Linked DNA regions of Pan troglodytes: region 1 is linked to region 2. The links are chromatin contacts, called in public capture Hi-C maps. All regions are on one chromosome and are shown on one strand. The core of a region is the stretch at or near the end of the contact, and the rest is flanking DNA. Distances in the headings are between cores, read along the strand shown. Region 1 overlaps OPTC (opticin). Region 2 overlaps ATP2B4 (ATPase plasma membrane Ca2+ transporting 4).

Region 1 (2,825 bases), core at 7-2,506, 200 kb after region 2:
GTCGTTACCTTTGGTTTCAGGATGGGTCAGAAAGGGCGTGAAAAGCTTGGATTATTCTCTCTTCTGCATGGACTAGAGAAGGGTCAGGAAGGCCTGCAGCTAAGCAAGCTTTAAAGCCATGGTATAGTTGATCTGGGCTCAGAAAGCTCAACTTGTGAGACTAGACTGATTGTGTGTCTGTATTTTCTGTACTTCCTTCCTTTTCTCCTTTACCATTTGATACCTCTTTGTCAATGGTAGTCTGTGCTACTGGGAACAGTAGGAGAGGGTTGGGTCTTTGTTCTTAGACTAGAAATGTAATAAGATAGGGATAGGCCCCACACCCCCTGGGCTTGGATATGCTTTGAGCAACAGATTTGGAGTGAGGGAACTCCAAGGGGCCAGGACAGAGTGAGGTGCTGGTGTGATCAGGATATAGGGTAGTCAAACTCAGGTCTTCAGACTCTCATTCCAGTGCTCACTCCCTTGCATCACAGTTCCTCTACAGGTGCCATAACAAGAAACACTTCCACTCCCTCCTGTGTCTGAACTGTGTGTTAGACACAAAAGAAAAGAATTCTGGAGTCGGTACAGTGGCACACATCTGCAACCCCAGCGACTCAGGAGGCTAAGGCAGGTGAACATTTGAGCCCAAGAGTTCAAAACCAGCCTAGGTAACCTAGTGAGACCCAGTCTTTTAAAAAAAGAGAGAGAGAGAGAAAAGAATTCCTGAAGGCAGGGCTGGGACTGGTAGTGCCAGGAGGAAACAAAAAGCTATTTGCTGTGGTGCCTGAGCACAGAAGGAGAATAGAGAAAAAGGAGGCAGAAGGAGTGCAGAGGGGAGGAAGGGGAGAGCAGGCGTTCTGTGTGGGCTCGTTTGAAAGGAAGTACACAAGCCCATCCAGGCCATGGGTTTGGCCATATCTGGAAGGGCTGGACAGGCCAGGTTCAAGACAAGAAGGCCTCAGTGTGGGGAATTTTATTACAATGAGGCAGGAAGGAGGTGGTCCTTGGGCTTCTTTGTCACCCGCAGGGAGAAGGGAGACGTGAGAGCTGTGGGGAAAGAAGCAGGCCTCCTCCCCCTGCATGGAGACCTTTGTCCATGCTGCCGGCGGCCACAGGAGGGAGGCGTGTGAGATGGCGCCTGCTGGAGAATGTGATGCCCGCTGGTCCAAGAGATGACCTTGAGAGAGAGGAGAGACAAAATTGAGCTGGTGTCTAGTGTGGGGGAGAGGGGAGGGGCGGGTGAGGTGGGAGGAGAAAGCTGAGAGGCAGCTAGACAGGGAGGGGGCGGGGAGAGCCGGGGCCACCTCCCCGTCTGGTCTGTCTGCCTCTGTCCTGGCCAGAAGGAAGGAGGACACAGACACAGGCATGTAGGGGTGCGGCAGAGATGGGGGGCCATGTGTCTTTGAGCCCCAAGGTTCTCCTGAGCTGAGACCTTCATTACCTCATGTGCTTCCTAAGGATACAGGCCTTGATCCTGGTGGGGGCAGGCCCTGGACTCAAGCTCCATAGGCAGCCCCCCTTTTTCTAGCCTGGGTGATGCCCTCCCGAGTCCTTGCTTTTCAAAGCATTTTGAGGGGACGTGGTAGGGGCACCCATCCTCTGCTCCAGGAGCTGGAGATGGGATTTCCCATTTCTCTGACAAGAAGTCCCAAGAAGTGATGGCTGTCACTGCAGCTCCACCCCCATGCCCATCTTTCTTTTTCTGTTATAGATTGTTTATGTTAAGTCATCGTTCTCTGGGACAAAGTACTTAGCCTCTCATTTTCATCAGTAAAAGCAGGGATAATAATTCCTTCCTCACAGAGTTGTTAGGACTGCCAAATTAGGTCCCATATGTAAAAGAGCTTGCTGAAGTGCAAACTGACAGCAGAAATGTAAGAGATTACTATTCCCAGGGAAGAGACAAAAGAGAAAAGGAAGCAGGAAGGGAGTCCAGGCAAGGTCAGGGTGGGGAAATGGCCTTGGCTCCTAAAACAGACTTAGCTCCAGCCTCTCCAGCAGCCCCTCCCACCCTCCCTTCTCCACGAGCCTCCTCTGGCCCTAGGCCTTGCTGGGTAACCTTCGGAAAAACAGGACCCTGGAGCTGAGAATGGGGCAGGCAGAGGGGGAGGTCATTGAAAACTCATCCTTTCTCTCACGGAGAGGAGGGGCCCTGGCCTCTTCCCCTTGACCTCCTCCCGCTGATACTCATAGGACAGGTTAGGGCAAGACCCTCCTGAAGGCCACAGGGTGCCCCAGAGGAGGGAGGCACTCCCCTTCACACAGAGCTGGCAGAATAGTCACCAGGGTGCCGCCCAGAGCAAGTGCCCTTGCCAAGGTCAAATATGAGTTGCTGCTGGGCCACAAAGGACCTGGATGAGTGAGGTTAGGAAAGTCTGGTGTTGGAGGAGGTGGATTTGATGCAAACCTAGACTGCCGGCTGGCATGAGGCCCTCAAGCTGGCTGCCATGCCTGGCTGGACCCCACAGCCCCTCCTCTCACTCCCTTCCTTTGTACTCTCTCAGGGCTGGCTTGCATCTGCTCTGTGTCATTCTCTCCATCTTTACCATTCTACAAGACAGGAGGGCCTCACTCTGGCTAAAGAGGTGCTGTCTGCCTTCCCTGCCAGTTGCCCAACCCTAACCCCTTTAGGTACCTGAGAAACAGGAGGCCTAGCTGTTCACATCAAGATCGAGAAGGAACAGCTGTGGGGTTTCTCTCTCTCTGTCTCTCCCCATCTCTCTCTTCCTCCTTCCCTCCCTGGTGCAGAGGGACAGATGCTCTGTTTAGAATTTCTTCAGGGAGACAGACAACAAGGGCATTCTTTCTATTCCTTGGGCTTCCCTAGCCAAAAATGGGGG
Region 2 (3,055 bases), core at 547-3,046:
TCTGTAACCACAGCCTTCCTTCTTCCTCCAGTCCTTACTTGGTATTTATTGCTCTGTGCTTAGCCAGATCCTACTCCTATGCTAGGGAATTGCCTGTAGCAAGCTGCAGCCTTCTCTATCTTTAAGGAATTTACAACCCAAAGCAAGAGACAGGTAAGCAGTTATTAAAGTCTTCCTTCTTGCTAATGTAAATCTCCCCTGCTGTAATATATGCTCTTTATTTCTCATTCATTTGGATTAAGAGATCTCAGGGCCATTAACCCTTACACACAGGAAAACGTTTCTCTCTGAAAAAGCCTAGGGAGCGACCAAACAGTGGCGGAGATAGGGAAACAGCCGCCTAGCCCCAACTAGCCACCCTGAAGTTTCTGCTTCTTTCTGCCAGTCTCGGTCGGTGCAGAAAGAAGGGGATAAAAGTGATGAGGATCCAAGACAACATTGATAAACCACAACGAGGCTCTACCCTACTCACCGGCTTTCCCAATCTGAACAGCCAGGCGAGTCAGCTTGCCCTGCAGCACTGACTTCTCCTTTTTAGGCACCTTGACTGCCTTCTTGTCCTTTTCCTCATTGTCGATTCCCTCCTGGCTGTTGAGTGGCTGGATTTCCAGGGCCACTCCGTCTTGGGTCTTTGCTGGAGTGTATACACAAATAGGACAGGTGAGCAGGCAAGGTGGTAGCACTGAGTGGCAGGCAGGTGGAAACCAGAAAACCTTCCTGTCTCTTTCCCGGAATATACCTTGGACCCTGACATCAGTTCCGACCACTTCCAACCCACGCTAGACATGGAACTTGCCTTCAACACTCTATTAGGGCCTTTGGAATAATATTCTAATGAGTTTAGATGAAACTGGGGTGCTTTTAGGGTATGGATTTCTTCTTCAGTGGCAGCTTCCTGGCACTACCTCAGAGTCCCAAGCTAGGTTTATTCCAGCAAGGGGATTAATCATGTCACTAAGCACTATTAAAACAACCATCCTTCCTGGAACTCAGTGCTTAAAATAGTGAATCTTTACTGCAGAAAGGGGCTGAAGGAGAGGGTTGGCAGATGTTTCTGGAGCACAAGATTGCTCTGTTAAATGGTTTATCTCTCTCTCTCTCTCTCTCTCTCGATTGTCAGGGAAGAAACACATACCCCCAGACCCAGGGTATTTTCCAGCCCCTTCTAGCAGTTGAGGATAGGAAAAGAAAATTCCCTTTCTTCCCTGACTGACAAAGGTAGAGAGATACAGAGTGGGACCTGGGGTTAAGTCTTTTGGGGAAGAGGGAAGAAGCTGGTGTGAGGGACCTCCTGGAATAAGAGAAAGCAGGCATAAAGAGAGACATATGAATCCATTTTGCTTTTAAAAGAAGAGTTAAAGACCTAAAATTAAAGAATTATTTCTGTTTAGCTCTGGTTTTCCAATGTGATGACTTTATTTCTAAAGACTGCTGTGATGTGGGTTACAAAGTAAAAACAAATCTCTAGGAGCGTCACAAGACAGTAGTTCTTGCTGGCTCCCAGCACCACTCCACTTTCACCCCTACAGGGCTCAGCCCCTTGCTTAGGATACCCTTCCTGAGTAGTCCCTGCTGTCAGACTCACAAACAAGAAGACGGAGACAGAATGTGAACACAGTCACCAAAAGAGAAACACACATCAGATCAGGAGGAAGAAAACAGACTGTGGCAAGAACAAAGAAGGGAGGTGGGGAGAGAGATACAGAGAAAGGGCTCTCTCCAAGCACCCCTGAGAAGACCAGCAGAGAAGGGATCCAGACCAGAAGAGGACACTTATGAGGAAGCTAGCAAGAGGACGGTGCAGGGACTACCCACCCCACCTCCCTCCACCATGAGGACCCTGAAGTCTTCCAACCCAGAAACTGATGACTGTTGGTGTTTAAATCAGGCTGAGGTCAATGAAGCAGAGTTCAGCTCCCTAGGAAGAGCAGATCAATCCTACACACTCCCCAAGACAAACCTTGACATGACATTCTGTGAGCCAACAGCAGAGGGTGCTGTTGTCCCATCTTAGATTGGGATCAGGACCTTGAGACCACCCCAAAAATCTCTGCACCTTCCTCAGGATGAGGCATCTGAGCCACAGCAGCAGATAACAGATTTATGGAGAGGAAAAGGGAGAAGGAAGATGGCCTGGAAAGGTCTGGTTTGAGTGTGGGCAGGTAGAGATGGTAAATGAGTAGTTGGAGAGGTTACCTTTGTTGCGATTTTCAGGGACTCCTTGTTTTTTACCTGTTTGAACAAGAAAGAAAAAAGTGGGGTCGAAACCCAAAGTAACTATTAAGAGATCCAATTTGTTGGTCCTGCTCAGAGCCCAGAAGGACAACAGCAAAGTGTTTGGGTTGCAGGGAAGGGACATAAATGTAAAGGAAGCTCACATCTCTGTTTTCATTCATTCTTGCTAGAGGCTGTCATGAATCCTCGGGATATCCACCAAAACGCTCATGTAGGTGAGTGCATACTCACACCTGAGGTGCTTTCTCTTGCTCCTGGCCTGAGTCACATTGCTTGGAAAAATGGGGTGGGGATTAGGAAGTGAGAGGTTTGAACTGTTTCTGCCTGATGGCAAAGACTTTGAAAGGTGTCTCCGTGTTACTTCAACAGCACCAGGCAAGCTTCCCCCTTATTCATCTGCAGGCAGCTGCAGAAATGAATTATTTAGTTCCTGAGAGAATGTGTTTTGTTTCCTTTTCATAAACTGTCCTCCACTAAACAGCTCAAGATGATTCTCCAGCCAAGTGGTAGAAACCTTCTCTCCCCTAAGGGAAGAAGGAATGCTTAGGGAAACGTGTAGACTTGGTTTTAGTATCTTCTCCTCTTTCTCCCTCTTATTCTTTCCTTCAGGAATAACTGAGTGGCAAAGACTGAACTAACTGTTCCTACTCTTCTAGCTGTGTGTCTCTTCCATTGAGAGCCCACAGTTTCGGCAGAAATCTATTTTACTCTTCTGGCCAATTTTCTCTTAGTCTTGATGGTTCGTTTAATCCCCCATCTTTGAGGAAGAAAGTTGGGGAAGGAGGGGGAGTACACGGAAGGCATTTGGGGCTACCAGCAC

What was found. Capture Hi-C pulls out chosen DNA fragments and counts their contacts.
Region 1: a contact with region 2 is called in a capture Hi-C map of stem cell-derived neural stem cells, with 10 times the contacts expected there. The contact joins two enhancer-like sites. A contact is called at or near these places in 5 of 7 Hi-C or Micro-C datasets (blood, induced pluripotent stem cells, a lymphoblastoid cell line and 1 more) and 1 of 1 other capture datasets (stem cell-derived neural stem cells).

The regions. Positions count from the first base shown.
Region 1 is chr1:45,584,000-45,586,824 of NHGRI_mPanTro3-v2.0_pri, forward strand. OPTC (opticin) reads right to left here. Exons shown (of 8, transcript XM_016936307.4): 8 at 943-1,162. Among named protein-coding and RNA genes, the nearest start is that of OPTC, 16 kb to the right of the region's middle. Within about 2 kb of position 1,257, at least 5 of the 24 cell types and tissues checked have an H3K27ac peak or open chromatin away from gene starts, as enhancers often do. A contact at or near this core is called in stem cell-derived neural stem cells, where this site is marked.
Region 2 is chr1:45,387,950-45,391,004 of NHGRI_mPanTro3-v2.0_pri, forward strand. It overlaps ATP2B4 (ATPase plasma membrane Ca2+ transporting 4), which reads right to left. Exons shown (of 21, transcript XM_024351060.3): 7 at 473-634. Among named protein-coding and RNA genes, the nearest start is that of LAX1, 62 kb to the left of the region's middle. Within about 2 kb of position 1,797, at least 2 of the 24 cell types and tissues checked have an H3K27ac peak or open chromatin away from gene starts, as enhancers often do. A contact at or near this core is called in stem cell-derived neural stem cells, where this site is marked.